Regions from separate parts of the Sus scrofa genome. Here region 2 is linked to region 1. The links are chromatin contacts, called in public Hi-C maps. All regions are on one chromosome and are shown on one strand. The core of a region is the stretch at or near the end of the contact, and the rest is flanking DNA. Distances in the headings are between cores, read along the strand shown. Region 1 overlaps SNTB2 (beta-2-syntrophin). Region 2 holds the start of SNTB2 (beta-2-syntrophin).

Region 1 (7,657 bases), core at 2,472-4,971:
ATGATCAAAAAAAATTTTTTTTTGGTCTTTTTAGGGCTGCACCTGCTGCATATGGAGGTTCCCAGGCTAGGGATCAAATTGCAACTATAGCCGCTGGCCTTCATCACGGCCACAGCAATGTCAAATCCGAGCTGCATGTGACCTACACCACAGCTCATGGCAACGCAGGATCCTTAACTCACTGAAAGAGGCCAGGGATTGAACCTGTGTCCTCATGGATGCTAGTCAGATTCATTTCTGCTGAGCCACGGCAGGAACTCCTTTCAACAAATGGTGCTGTGATAACTGGATTTTCACCTGCAAAAAATAAAGTTGGACCACTACTTCACACCATATACAAAAACTGATTCCATATGGATAAAAGAATGAAATGTAAAGCCAAAATATAAAACTAGTAGTGTTGGTGGTATGGGGTGAGCACAGCTGCCTTCCGAAACTATAAATCTTTGTGACCCTGAGTTAAAGAAAGCCTTCTCAGGGAAAATGATGTAAGGGAAGACTAATAAATCGGACTTCATCAAAATAAAAAACTTTTGTGCTTTAAATAATACCATCAAGAAAGTGAAAAGACAACCCGCAGAATGGGAAAAATACTTGCAAATCATGTATTTCGTAAAGTATTTGTCTAAAGAATATTTAAAGAACTCATACAACTCAATAATAAAAAGACAACCCAATTATAGTACAAAGGGTTTGAACAGACATTTCTCCAAAGAAGATATACATAGGACCAGCAAGTATATGTAACGATGCTCATCATTAGCTATTAGGGGAACACAACCCAAAATCGTGAGAATGTAGAGAAAATGGAACCCTTATATACTGTTGGTGAGAGTTTAAAATGATGTAGCTACTGTAGGAAATAGCCTGGTAGTTCCTCATAAACGTTAAAAACAGAGTTGCATATGACAGCAATGTTAGTCCTAGGTATAAACAGTGTGACCTCAGCATCTGCAGTTTTGCACCCATGAATACAGAGGTCCAACTGCACTAAACCATTTTATATAAGGAAATTAAGCATCCATGGGGGTCCCAGAACCAATCCTCCCCAGATACTGACAGATGAAAAATCAAAAACATATGTTCACAGAAAAGCTTCTATATGAATGCTATAGCAGCATTATTCATAACAGTATAGTCAAAACGTGGAAATAACCCAAATGACTATCAACTGATGAATGTGCTATATCATATATCCACCAGTGGAATATCATTAAGCCTTAAAAGGAATGAAGTTATATGATTGCTACAACACAGATAAACCTTGAGAACATTATGCAAAATGAAAGAAGTCAGACATAAAGGGCTATATAACATGATTCCATTTATAAGCAAGGTCCAAAATAGGTTAAGTCTGTAGAGCCAGAAAGTATATTTGTGGTTGGTTAGGGCTGGGGGAGGAGAAAATGAAGAGTGACTGCTCATGGGTAAAGAGTTTCTTTTGGGGGTAATGAAAGTGTCCTATTTTGATTGTGGTGATTGTATAACTCTGTGAACACAGTAAAAACTATTAAATTTTATACTTTGAATGGACAAACTGTATAGTATGTAAGTTACACCACAATAAAGCTGCTAAAATAAATAACAGCGAAGTATACATGAGGAAAAACCAAGAGAAAAGCAATGCTTTTTAAAGTTATTAAACTATTCAACATTTTGTTTCATGACAACCATTTAGTATAATTTATTCACTTCTTCCAAAAATATTTCTCCTATATTTAAGAAGTTCTAAGTATATCAGTATAACAGAACAAACACACTACCTCACTTATAAGGAATCACTCAGCAGGCAATGTTTTCCACATAGGATTTTTAAAAACTTGGGTGAGAACTGTATACCCAAGAAATATATAAAATGGCTTGTTCTTAACTTCACTGTAAGTTGTATACCTATGATATTTTTCTACACATTTGCTGACTCCTTCCTTTACCACTCTATTTTTTTCTTTCTTTTTTTTTTTTTTTTGCTTTTTAGGGCCACACCCTCGGCAAATGGAAGTTCCCAGGCTAGGGGTCCAGTCAGAGCTACAGCTGTCAGCCCACACCACAGCCACAGCAATGCAGGACCTGAGCTACACCTGCGACCTACACCACAGCTCATGGCAACACTGGATCCTTAACCCACTGAGCAAAGCCAGGGATTGAACCTGCAACTTCATGGTTCCTAGTCAGATTTGTTTCCACTGAGGTACGGCGGAAACTCCCTGGGTTGTATATTTTAAAAATAATTTTTATTTTAATTTTTTTTTATGGCCATACCCATGGCATATGGAAGTTCCCAGGCCAGGGACTGAATCCAAGTCATGCCACAACCTATGCCACAGCTGTGGCAATGTGAGACCCTTTGACCCACTATGTCGGGCCAGGGATCAAACCCATGCCTTCACAGAGACCTGCATCAAGCCACTGCAGTCAAATTCTTAACCCACTGCACCACAGCAGGAACTCCTGGGTTATAGTTATAGATATTACTATAATGGGAAATCAAACTGAGGAATTTTAAAAACATTTATTCATTTAAAAATAAAAACCAAATAAGGTGTTAATAACTTATTTGTTTTAAATTGTTTACAAATCTCTTTAATATCCAGCTTAAGAAAAGATAGCTGAGGAGTTCCCGTGGTGGCTCAGCGGTAACAACCCCAACTAGTATCCATGAGGATGTGGGCTTGATCCCTGGATGTGCTCAATGGGTTAAGGATCCAGTGGTGCCATGAGCTGTGATGCAGTTTATAGACAAGACTTGGATCCCACATTGTTGTGGCTGTGGTGTAGGTCAGCAGCTACAGCTCTGATTAGACCCCTAGCCTGGGAACTTCTACATGCCAAGGGTGTGGCCCTAAAAGGCCAAAAAAAAAAAAAAAAAAAAAGAGCTGAATGTCTTATCTGCTTCTGCATTCTGTTGCAGTGTGTAGATGAAGTGTATGAAGAAAGACCAGCCTCACACAAACATGTAGTTGAACAAGGAAGGAGTCTTTTAACAGCCTTTTCAGATAACTGTAGCTAGCTTTCTGTCCACTAAACCAAAACTCAACAAGTGGTTTCTTAAGGTTAGCTGAGATGTAGGATCTGAAATCTTATAAATAAAGTTTTCCTATTCTGTTATATTAAAAATCCTCCTGCTGTGTAGCACTGAGAACTATGTCTAGATACTTACATCGCAACACGACAATGGGAGGAAAAATTATGTATACATGTATGTGTAACTTGCTTCCCACGCTGTACAGTGGGGAAAAAAAATCCATTGGTGTCTCTTGCAGTTTGAACAGATTTTTTTCACCGTTGCATTATTTTGTAGCATCATGTATTGGTCATTTGGTACATTTCTTTTTTCAAAGAGTTATGCAGATTTTCCAAATGTTAAAAGCATTTCATTATGCAGTATCAAAAAGTCACATTTGCTAATATCACCACTGGTCTCATCAGAAAAGTCTTTAAGTATTGGGAAGCTGTCAAACTCACACTTGACACATACAAATTCTACAGAATTCTAATTTTTGTTTGAAAGCTAGAAATTTACAATTGGCAACAAAATTAGTGTTTTCCTTAAATGATAAATTCATTTTGATTATTTTACAAAAAATGTCTGATAAATACCCAAGTATGACTGGCCAGTTTGTCAGCCAGTTGTTTTTTCAAGTAAAAAATGGTGTTCCATGAAAAAGCCAGCTAGCTCAGCTCACAACTCAACCACACATGCTTTTCATTGCGAAATCATCATACCTCTGTGTGCAGCGGAAGCTCTCTGTGAGCACTTCCCATTTCATCCCACAGATTGTTAACAAGATGAATACTCAAGCGTTAAGATTAAATAATAGTAGTAATTTTTACTGCTTCAACAAAGACATTCTGAGGTCAAACTGGCATGTTTTCTTCCTGCAATCCATATAGTTTGGTGCTAACTGCCTTGACTCATGCTAAGGTACCAGCAATTTTACTAACCCTTGGTGCAAATGCCAACAGTGCAAAAAAGTAAATAACATCTTAGTGTTACTAGGAAAATGGTTTTGAACTTACAGACCCCCCAGAAAGAGGATCCCCAGAGGTCTGTGAAAGTATAATTTGAGAACCACCTCCCTGAGTTGATTCTCGTAGACCTAAGATGCTAATTACACATTAGCTATTATCTCAGCAAGAGTTAAGTAAGTTTCAAAACTACTCCACATTTGATCCAAGTAAGACAGAGTGTGGGGAAAGTGACAGGGTGGATTCTACCATATTCAGTTTGATTGCTAATCCCAAATCAGACATTAAAAAATATAAAGTCCAGAAGAATTTTCCCTACAGTTTGATTATGAAATATTTGGCAGAGGGAATCTAATTCAAACCAGCTGGTGTACTCCTGCTGCACGGCAGTTGGTTAGAATAGTTGCCAAAAGGCCCCCTTTGGCGGGGAGGCCAGATGAGCTCAGGCAAAGGCGTTTTAGCAGCTTTTGCCTGTTAAGTCCCATAAGCACAACACCACTCAATTTTCCACAGTGTAAAGTAGCCACACTTTCTTTGGATTTTCTTCTTCTCCAGTCAAAGAAAGCCTATAAGAGATGATTACAAAATGCATATCCTGCAAAATCCACAGCACCTATCTTTTTTTCTACCTGTATCAAGGATCTGGCTCAAGAAATGTGTAAAGTAAAAATAAAATAAAATCGTCTTCATTTATCATTTTCATGATTTACTTAATTCTTCAACCACCGTGAAATATCAGCTATTAAGTAAACACACCCAGACACAGAGTTTTGGTTTTCAAGAATCTGTAAATGCGCAAGTCAATATAAATGGTAACTCATATTAATTTATGTCACCCTAACAATGTTTTTTTGATTTCTGAACTACAATTAATTCTTCTTTTTTTTTTTTGGCTGCACCCATAGCATGTACAAGTTCCCAGGCCAGGAATCAAACCCACATCACAGCAGCTGCTGCAGTGACAACACCAGATCCTTAACCTACTTCTCCACAAGAGAACTCTGAACTACACATTAATTCTTAATTTATCAGGGACTATCTACTTTTGCTTTTGGATATCAAGGTTCTTAATATTTCCCTTCTCTAGGTGTCTGTTATCTTTGTGTGTGTGTCTCATCCACTCATAAGAACATGTTCCAAAGCATGAGACACAGAATTAGTGAAAGTGAACATTCAGCCCTTTCTCTTACTCATACAAATCCCAAACCCTCCTTTTCCTCCATATTAAAGAGACATAAGGACGCCACTTTCTGGCCTTGCATCTGGCTATAGGATATTTCCTGAGCTGGTTCCTTCTCTGGTCTCTTCCAGCGGCCATACTCTACCCCCTCTGGGAGGCAGAGGAGGGTTAAGCCCCCTGAATACCATCAAGTGGTGACTTCAACCAATTCCATATGGCCGACATGGCCACATGGCAAAACTAAACCTCTCTTCTGCCTGTCATCTTTGCTCCTAATCCATCAGTACTTCCTGAGCAAGGAGTGAAGAATCCTTGCTGTTGCACTGATTAAATTTTTTTTTTTTTTTGCCATACCCATGACATGTGGAAGTTCCCTGGCCAGGCATTGAACCTGAGCAGCAATTGCAGCCTATGCCACAGCTGAGGCAATGCCAGAACCTTAACCAGCTGGGCCACAAGGAAACTTGCAATTCAACTTATTAATAAACAACATGCTCAGAGAGCTACAGGCCCCACCCCCCTAATTAATGGCCAAGTTCAATTTGTATGTTGATCCAAATATATATTTGAATTTCTAACATTTAACATTAAACTTTCACTACCTGTAAAACTGCTGGATAAAGCAAGCTCTTCTTTTAACAATGGCAAAATTAAGCCAATTCACTTTTTTTTTTTTTTTTTTTTTTGCTTTTGGTTTTTAGGGCTGCACCCTTGGCATATGGAGGTTCCCAGGCTAGGGGTCCAAATGGAGCTGTAGCTGCTGGCCTACACCAAAGCTCACAGCAACACCAGATCCTTAATCCACTGAGTGAGGGGCCAGGGATCGAACCCACAACCTTATGGTTCTTAGTCGGATTCGTTTTCACTGAGCCACGACGGGACTCAAAGCCAATTCACTTTTTACACAAACTCTTCTTTCACATACTTTCACTTAATAATAAATAATAATTATTATAATTAAAGCAGCTAACATTTATTTGAGCACCTACAAGGTGTCAGGTACCACTGTAGGCATTTTACAAGTCTGAACTTATTTAATTCTCATACCCATACTACCTCATTGTACTTAACCTCATTTTCACTCAAATGAAAAATCTATGGCACAGAAAGGTTAATGGGACCCCAATTATCCATGATAAGTGGCAGATAAGGGACCCAAACTCAATCCTTTCTACTAAATCCTGTTGGCTTTGGGGGTTTGTTTTAATTACAACAGCTTTATGGAGATGTAATTCACATAACATATTTTACCCATTTAAAAGTGTATAATTCAACCATCATCAGCACATTAATACCACGCTGACAGTACAACCAGCCTATTTCCCTCTAGCAACGAGGTATCTTGGTGGCCTAGGTCCAGTATAGTCAATGACCAGCAATTATTGTTTATACTTGTTTATTACTTGTTTGTAATTTCTAGTAACGAACAAAGGTGCATCTACGGCATGTCACAGGTTTCTGCGCCATCCTTCCAGTAACATATGGTTAAGGAAAAGCTACCCTCCTTGCATTCTATGATCACAGCTACAGTTTAAGCTTCTTCTATAAAATTTAAGCTTAAAAGATCTCTACAGTCGTGTTCATAAGCTGTAAATCTTTGGAAAACACAAATTTAATCTCTCTAATTATATCTACTGAGACATATTCACATGTTTTCATAATTCTTGTCAGGCTCCCATTGTAACCATGGACAGAAAAACTACTTTAAGTAACAGAATTTAACTCAACTGAGATTTACTGAAACATCCTGTAGTTTCAGGTCAAATTAATGTTTATTTGATGGAATCAAAATTATGTATTCCTATACTAGAAAGAAGTTGAAGAACATTTTGGCTGAGTTATGCGGTTTATCCACAATACCATATTCTGGTTTAAATGATTTCATCACTCAGTCAGAAGGCTGCCACATTTTCAGTGGTTTTCTAGTCACAGTCAATAAAGTAAGAAGAAAAACCACTATTTACTTATCTTCATGACTAAGCAAGTCTTGAAAGGAGCAATTAGGAAGCTACTTCAATGTAAAAAACACACAAATACTAGTGACAGAAACCATTAATTCTGAGGGAGGAGCTGCAAAATTAGGCTGTGAAAAAAAGTTTTTGTCTAAATCAACTACATCAGCTACTCTAATGCTATCTGAGGCACCTAAAAGAGAACAGAATTCATTTTAAAATTCTTTTCTTTTTCTTCTTTTGTCTTTTTAGGGCCGCACCCGAGGCATATGGAGGTTCTCAGGCTAGAGGTCTAATCGGAGCTAGAGCTGCCGGACCTCGCCATAGCCACAGCAATGCCAGATCTGATCTGCGTCTGCAACCTACACCACAGCTCACGGCAACACAGGATCCTTAACCCACTGAGCAAGGCCAGGAATGAACCTGTAACCTCATGGTTCCTTGTCAGATTTGTTTCCACTGCGCCATGACAGGAACTCCCATTTTAAAATTCTTTAGCAGATTTAGAGTAGGACAGAGATTTTACTTTTTTTTGTCTTCGGCCTTACCTTGTGGCAAC
Region 2 (7,657 bases), core at 3,232-5,731, 72 kb after region 1:
AGAAGAGTAGTCGTTACCCCTTTGCACTGAGAATCTGTATATCTCTGAATATCTTAATATCAGTGCTAACAGACACTAGTCAAAATTACAAGCACACAGTTGTTAGCAAGTTTTAAGGTTCTAAGCAGTAAGTATGAAGGAAGAGGAAAAATCAGACGGATGAAAAACTAAATGCAAAATTTAAGGATAAAAAAATTGGCCTATACAAGAGATGACAGAAAACCAGGAAAAGAAGATTAGGAAAAGGTGTTTACATGTAAGAAATGCAAACTCATTCTTAATCTACTCACCTGAAACAATTCTTATTCTTATCATGTATTTTTTTTCCAAGGAAAAAGAAGCCTTGGATTTTAACAACTTGTTACCCTGGCTATTCTGAGAGTCTTTGTTAACTTGCAGCACACCTTCAGGCCCCAGCCCTACCTTCCTCATTCAGACTTTGTTTTCATTATGGCTGTTTACTGCTGCATTCCCAGTCCTCAAAAAAGCTCCCAGCACATAAACTGTCAAATGAATAACAACCCTGTGAGGAGTATTATTACCATCCTGGTTTTACAGATGAGGAAACGAAGGCGTAGCAAGGTTGAGTAACTTGCCTAGGGTTACAAACCACTAGCCAGAAACATGCCCAGGTCTGGCTGACCACAAAGTCCTCATTTGTACTCTACTCTCAGTGGGCAGAATAACTTCTTCAGGTCTTTTACTTACTTCTGAACCGAAAGCAGCTTTCTCTTTAGGGAAGAAGCTCAATTTGAACTTCAACTTCTCCATCAAACTTTTCCTGGGCATCCTCAACCTCTGATCCCCACGAATCTTTCCTTCTTATGTGATGTGCCTGCTCCAGAGTTGCACTGCAACAGTGCTTTTAGGAGTTTTGTCATGGAGCAGTGGAAACAATCTGACTGGGAACCATGGGGTTGCCGGTTAGAACCCTGGCCTCGCTCAGTGGGTTAAGGATTTGGCAACGCCTTGGATCTGGCAATGCTGTGGCTCTGGCATAGGCCAGTGGCAACAGCTCTGACTGGACCCCTAGGCCTGGGAACCTCCATATGCCGAGGGTGTGGTCCTCAAAAGACAAAAAAATTTTTAAAAATTAAAAAAAACCCAAAACCCCCAAAACCAACAGCACTTTTAGCCCTTTGCTGTATTATCTATCTTTTGTTTGTTTGTTTGTTTGTTTTGCTTTTCAGGGCCACACCCAAAGCATAAGGAAGTTCCAAGGTGAATCGGAGCTACAACTGCTGGTCTACACCACAGCCGCAGCAACGCAGGATCCAAGCCACATCTTCAACCTACACCACAGCTCATGGCAACACAGGATCTTTAACCCACTGAGCAAGGCCAAGGATTGAACCCGCATCCTCATGGATCCTAGTCGGGTTCGTAACAGCTGAGCCAAGAAGGGAGTTCCAAGCTGTATTATCTCTTTAACTCTCTCTCAACTCCCAACTTCCTGAGGGCAGAAAACAGGCACTATCTTCAAGTGCCTCTGGAAGTGGTAGAGTTGAATAGATGATTTCTGTATGAATGAAAAATCCCTACAAACCCGAGATGAAAAAGAATCCTTTAGCTCACTCAATTCCCTAACCACGGCAACCGGAGGCTAGAGCTTTGCTTTGCTTTGGGGTGGCAAGAGCTTGCCTGAAATCCCCTACCTACACCACAAAAGACCATCACTGCGCTATGTTAAAGCAGTTTTTCAGGCTGTGAGATATATAATGGAAGGACCATATAGTTCCAAAACTTTAAGGGCTAAGCATAAAATCTATCTTTTAATAGTGGCCTACCTGGATGGAACAACTAGCTCTTAATTTTAAATGGTTGACTGGTTCAATTAAATCACTGTTTTCGGTGATTTTGCATTATTCTAAGTAATTTTATTTTTATATCCCTAGGCTTGAAAGTTCAATTTCGTACTTCCCCACACATGTAAGAACAAAAACTACTTGTCTTTTACAAAATGGGAAAATAAAGCAGAACCTGTGTGTTAGGTAAATAGGCATTCAGTAAATAAATGTCAGGCTGCTATTTGTAAACCCTCTCAAAAGCACATGTGGTCTGTTTTAGACTAATGAATACTGGGAAGCATTTACTAGATGATTTTCATTTAATTGGTATGAATACCAGGTTCAAATTATATCTTAAAAAACCCTCGATTTTTAAAAAATATGGGGTAGAGAGTTAAAATGTCTGCCCATCACCACTGAGCACCATATACATAGTACACATTCAATAGTCTGGCTTTAAGAATTTATTACCAAATTCTTAGCTAGTTCAGTTTCAAGGTACACATTCATGGTAACAATGTTTTTTTACACACACACCACCAAAACCACAATCTATAATTTTACTCTCTTTATTAACACTAAATTCTGAGTAGTGTCTAGCCTCACCTGAGAGAAATATAAATAGGATATTACAAAGGTGAGACACTGGAATTCCACAATTGGAGCACATTAAATCATTTACTTGCAAATGAACATTTTCCCAGACATTTACCAGCGGATTTGGAAAAAAGTGAAGATCACTTTGCCCACTGGGTTTCTGGCCTCTCAGTTTGACAATTGGTCCCTTCCTACTCTCCCCACCCCTTCCCTTCTGTTCTTCTGCCAGGAATACCCTCCTGACTCATCTCAGCCTATGTCTATCACTTCCCTGGAGACCTGGCTCAAGATTCAACTCCTTGAAAAATTGCTCCCTGACAAATCCAATTTCCACTAACTACTGCATAACTTTGCATTTCCTGTGGCAATTATATAGTTTGCACTATACAATCTATAACTTGAAGGGTTTTTTGTTTTTGCATTTTTCTATCATTTCCCCAAATAGACACCAAATAGAGGCAGATCACCTTTTATGTTCTCTTCTATACAGCCAGCAATAAATGCTTTTTGAACTACTGAATCACAGTGAAAGAAGGCCAACTGCTCAAAAATTTCTAAAGCAGTATTACCTCCAACATGCACGAGTCCATTAAGGAGATGATATTTAATTTTGCCTTAATTTCATAAATTCATCAAAGACGACCCAGGTCACATACATATTTAAAGTAAATAACAATCCTGGCTATTCAAACATGACTTGAGATTTAACATTTCAGGCTTCTAATAAGCTTAAAGCCTTGAAGCAGGACGCCTGTGAATGGTAGGAAGCTGGCACCAGTCTCCTAAAAAAAGGGCAAAACTCTAGTTGGCAGTAAATGTTCAAACACGTGAGCCTTCACTGTTAAATAAGGCTCATTAACCACACGAACTTGCTGTTTCAGCTTTCTGGCTTCAATGAAGTGCTAGGATCTCCTTTGGTTATTGTTGCGAGCCAATGATGGGTTAAATTCCCATAAATTAACCAGGGTTTCGAGGGTTTGCCCAAGCATACCGCTGGCATCGGACTGGATAATTTTTTTTTTTTTTTTTTTTTAACAGACCCGCCCGCCCTGGGAAGCCAGAGGTGAATGAAGAAACAGCCAACTCGGCACTTCTCAGGAGGCAAACCGAGACCTCCAGAACTCCGTTCCGTCCCTCTCTAGTTCTTAGTGTCAGCTTATAGTGCAGAGGCGGGGCTTCAAGCGCGGCTGCTTTTTACTAAATCTCAACCGAGTCTTCCTTGGGGACTGCAAGCCACACTTCGGCGGCTGCCCAACTTTTCCTGCAGGGAGCATCAGTTTTTCCATCCTCCAAGTCCCAGCAAACAGGGTTTGGGGAGAGCCGGGCCACCAGCAGAAGGGAAGGTGAGGGCTCGGAGGGAGGGAAGGGGCTCGCCCCGCCAAGCGGGCAGGGTGGCAGAAACAAAGTGAGCGCCGGCCAGCCCAGCACCTCCCGCCCGCCTGCCCGCCCGCCGGCCCCGCTCACCCTCCAGCAGCACCTCCTTGCCCGCGCGCTTCAGTGCCTGAACGGCCTGGTCGTGGGTGGCCTGGCGCAGGTCGGTGCCGTTCACCGACAGGATGGCGTCGCCCAGCCGCAGCGCCCGGCTCTGGTCGGCCGCCAGTCCCGGGAAGATCTTGGAGATGAGGATCGGCATCCGGTTCTCGCGGCCGCCCTTGATGCTGATGCCCAGGCCGCCCGCCTCCTGCTTCACCACCCGCACTCGGCGCACCGGCGGTGACGCGCCCGCCTCACTCGCCGGGCCTCGCGGCGGCGCGGGTGGACTTGGGGGGCCCAGGCCGCGGCTCGGGCTCCCGGGCAGCGAATCGCCCGCGCCGCCGCCGTTCGGGAGGCCGTTGAAGGCGGCCGCCGCGGGCCCTAGAGCTGGCTCTGGTTCAGCCGCCGCGGCGTCGCCCGTCAGGCTCAGGCTCTCCCCGCTCAGCTCGGCCACCACCCGGACCCAGCGCTCCCTAAGGAGCAGTTCTACCAGCCCCGCTTTGGTGGCCCGCGTCCACACCGCCATGGCCGGCCCCGCTCCCGCCGCCGCAGTCGGCGCAGCTACCCTCATTCCAGTCAGGCAGCCTAGGCGCTTCCCCCTTCCCGCCCGAGGGGGCGGGCCCGGCCCCTCCCCCCGCGGTGATTCATTATTCATGAGAGGCCACGCCCACCTTCCGGAGCGGTGGGGAGAGGCCGGCCGGGACGCTTCCGGGAGGTCTAAGGAGTTGCCTGCGGTCCGGTGGGTTGCAGTTCACAGCTCAAGCGAAGTGGGGCTCGGTCTCACGTTCTCCCTCCGTTAGCCTCCGACCCTTACACCCTCCAGCTTCTGACCTGTACCGTTTAATGCACCAGAGCTGCCTGGGCATGGAAAGCAAAATCAGCTTCACAAGACACTTTGCAAGCCTGCAAGTTGAAAGCCTCCGAGTTGCAAGTTCACTTTTGCATTGATTGGTTCTTACTAAGTAAGTATTTACTGAATGCTCCGCTGTGGGCTCCTTTTGAGGCCTGGAGGTGAGATGAACAAAACTACCACAGCCGAGAGCTGGCGGTTTAGTAGGGGAGGAAAAAAGAGAACCAACCAACCTGATGTGATATTATGTGGTTAAGTGACATGTAGAAAAAGCCCTGAGACCGGAGTAGAAGTAGTTGAGCCTGGGGTCAGTTTCACAGAGGTGACAATGGAAGCTCAATAACTGGAACAGAGGGAACTGCATAAGCAAAAGTCTAGAGGCATGAATCCAAGCATTTGTCATTCTGCTTTGTAATACCGGTAATGCCAGAGGGGTTCATGTTTTCTTTAGCCCTGCAGCCACATTAGGTAGGCCTCAAAGATATTTGCAGAATGATGGTTACTTAGGAAGATGCCAGAATTCAAATGTGAATAGTGCAGGGTCCATGGAAATATAAGGATATGAGTGTAAAAAGACTCAAATAACCAAATATTGGAATTGAATTTGTAGATCTGACTTTCTACCCTGGAGGCCAGGGCCTTACATTGGGGCAAGTGCATATGAGCGTCCCCAGAAACTGATTACACAGTGCAAAGCCTGCAGCAGCTTTTGTCCAAAGCTGTAGGTGATAAAATTCACCTGCTTCTTCCAGTTTCCTGGCTTGAAGAGTTGAGGAAACTGAGGCCCAGAAAGCCAAAGCTTTGGCCCAGTGTCCACAAGTAACAAAACATCTCTGGTCTCCCAGTTTCCTGTTCCAGTGCTTTAAAACAAACACATACACACCCTAGACCATACTCTAGACCTCAAAAGTGAGGATCCAGAAATCATGCTGCTGAGAGAGATCTCAACATGAGGTCACTGTGCCCTTTTTCCTTTTTTTTTTTCAGGAAAAGCAAAATGCCCATATTTTCATTTGGGCAGGCAGGGGTGGGAGCAGTGGTGCCAACAGAGGGAGTGTGCAGCAATTCCTGTGAAAGGGGCTGTATACCTGCTTGCTCATGAAGTACATGTTGAAGCTCGTAAGCCATGTCCATGAACCAATCTAATGCACACTCATGTGTGGGCAGAAACTTTCAAAGAGCCTCCTATACCAGGAATTAAAACAATTAAAAAAAATTTTTTTTTAAAAAAGAAAGATTGGTAAGCACTCAGAGCCCAAATGAAGAAAGAATTCAAAATGAGAAAAGTATCTTACTCCAAAAATCATTACAGCAGAATCCTCTTTGCAATTAGCGGAGTGGGATTTTCCAAGCTGCAGACATCAGCAGAAGCTCAACCCTCTGGCCCTCTCCTCAATCAATTGCAGTGAGGCCCGCTCTCTGCTCTGGCAGGTCCCAATGTGCCCAAGTGCACCTGCAGTCACAGACATTTCTGGCTTTGCTCCAGCTGAGGCGGGAGCCCCCAGAGGCCTGAGTTAAGCGAAACTTCTACTTATTAGAGAGCACTTGGCAGCTGTCTCCTTAGAGAATGAGCACATTTCGAGCACGTTTACATATGTAATCACCCAGAGGTTGGGCACTTGAGGACATCTTTATTAGCAAAAGGGAAATGCTGGAATTTCTTTCCAAAAGTGTCAAGACCTTTTGGTCAAAAGAGTTGGAGGAAATCATAGATCTTCCACCTAAATAGGGAGGGCACTTACATAAGACAGTAGGTTATATAATGAAATATTTAACCCCGGTAAGATGGGAGGTAATAGAGATTGATATTTGGATTATTGGGGGATATTTACTTAAATTATTTCAAAGTACATCCATAAAAAATGTCTAAACTATTCAGCCATTTTTACAAGGTCCTCCATCAGAACTTAATTTTCACATTCTCCTTCATCACTCCTTTCGGATTGGCCACACTCATCCAGTCAATCTCTTCCAAGGATGCCTTGCACATTCCTGCTGGGGTCCATCCTTCCAAACACTTTCTGCCCCTTTCACTTTCCCACCTAGCAAGAGCTCATCCCCGTTTTCTCTGCCTACTCACTTTGTTGGGATTTTCCCTTTGAACAATTTTATTCTATGCCTTGCTTGTCTGTCCAAGTATATTATGATATACAGGACAGGGACCGCCCATTGACTTCTTTTTGTTCCCCACTATTCCAAAGTTGTTGCCTTGCCGAGAAGGAACTCATTAAACATGTGATTGATTGAAATTCAATGCCTCCTGTGCTGTAGTCGTTTCAAATAATCCCTCTGAAGGTTATTGGTTCCTTGCAGAGTGAAAATTGCCATCTAGGAAATCTCAAGTAGTCAGTGGAAATCTACTTACTGTGGATAATGAAATCTGAAATAAAAGGAGTACACATCTGTTTCCACAGTTTCTTAGGGGTGGCGAGACAAGCTCAGATAATTCTTTGAACAGGCATGTTATTTTATCTACCTCTAAAAAAAGGGAATGGCTGAGATAATTCCTAATAACCTTTTATTCCTGTCACCTATCAGTAGGTTTTCTCCTCTGCTCAAGCTGTTACCTGTTTTCTCAGAACAGGGCAGGTATCACTGCTACTTCAAAATGAGGGGGTTGGATTAGCTCTCCAGTTCCATAATTTCCTTTCATTCTGTGACACAGGCTCAGCTTCTGTGCTCTTTCAAAAGTCTTTTTTTCCCCTTTTCCCTCATGGTAGGTGTACAATATAGCATGGTAATTAAAAGCACAAGGTTCAGGGGTTCCATCGTGGCTCAGTGGTTAACGAACCCAACCAGCATCCTGGCTCAGTGGGTTGAGGATCCAGGGTTGTTGTGAGCTATGGTGTAGTCATAGACGTGGCTTGATCTGGCGTTGCTGTCGCTGTGGTGAAGGCCAGCAGCTACAGCTCCGATTCAACTCCTAGCTTGGGAACCTCCATGTGCCACA

The links. A called contact is a pair of places that touch in the nucleus more often than the background predicts.
Region 2: a contact with region 1 is called in a Hi-C map of fetal skeletal muscle, with 3 times the contacts expected there. The contact joins the promoter of SNTB2 here to the enhancer-like site in region 1. A contact is called at or near these places in 2 of 5 promoter capture datasets (fetal liver and liver), 6 of 47 Hi-C or Micro-C datasets (adipocytes, embryonic fibroblasts, fetal heart ventricle and 2 more) and 2 of 2 datasets of contacts at active chromatin or transcription factors (alveolar macrophages and skeletal muscle).

What each region holds. Positions count from the first base shown.
Region 1 is chr6:17,699,145-17,706,801 of Sscrofa11.1, forward strand. SNTB2 (beta-2-syntrophin) reads right to left here. Exons shown (of 7, transcript XM_021093874.1): 4 at 7,647-7,657. Among named protein-coding and RNA genes, the nearest start is that of VPS4A, 33 kb to the left of the region's middle. Within about 2 kb of position 3,722, at least 7 of the 83 cell types and tissues checked have an H3K27ac peak or open chromatin away from gene starts, as enhancers often do. A contact at or near this core is called in fetal skeletal muscle and skeletal muscle, where this site is marked.
Region 2 is chr6:17,770,069-17,777,725 of Sscrofa11.1, forward strand. It overlaps SNTB2 (beta-2-syntrophin), which reads right to left and starts at 4,482. Exons shown (of 7, transcript XM_021093874.1): 1 at 3,849-4,482. The coding sequence starts at 4,428.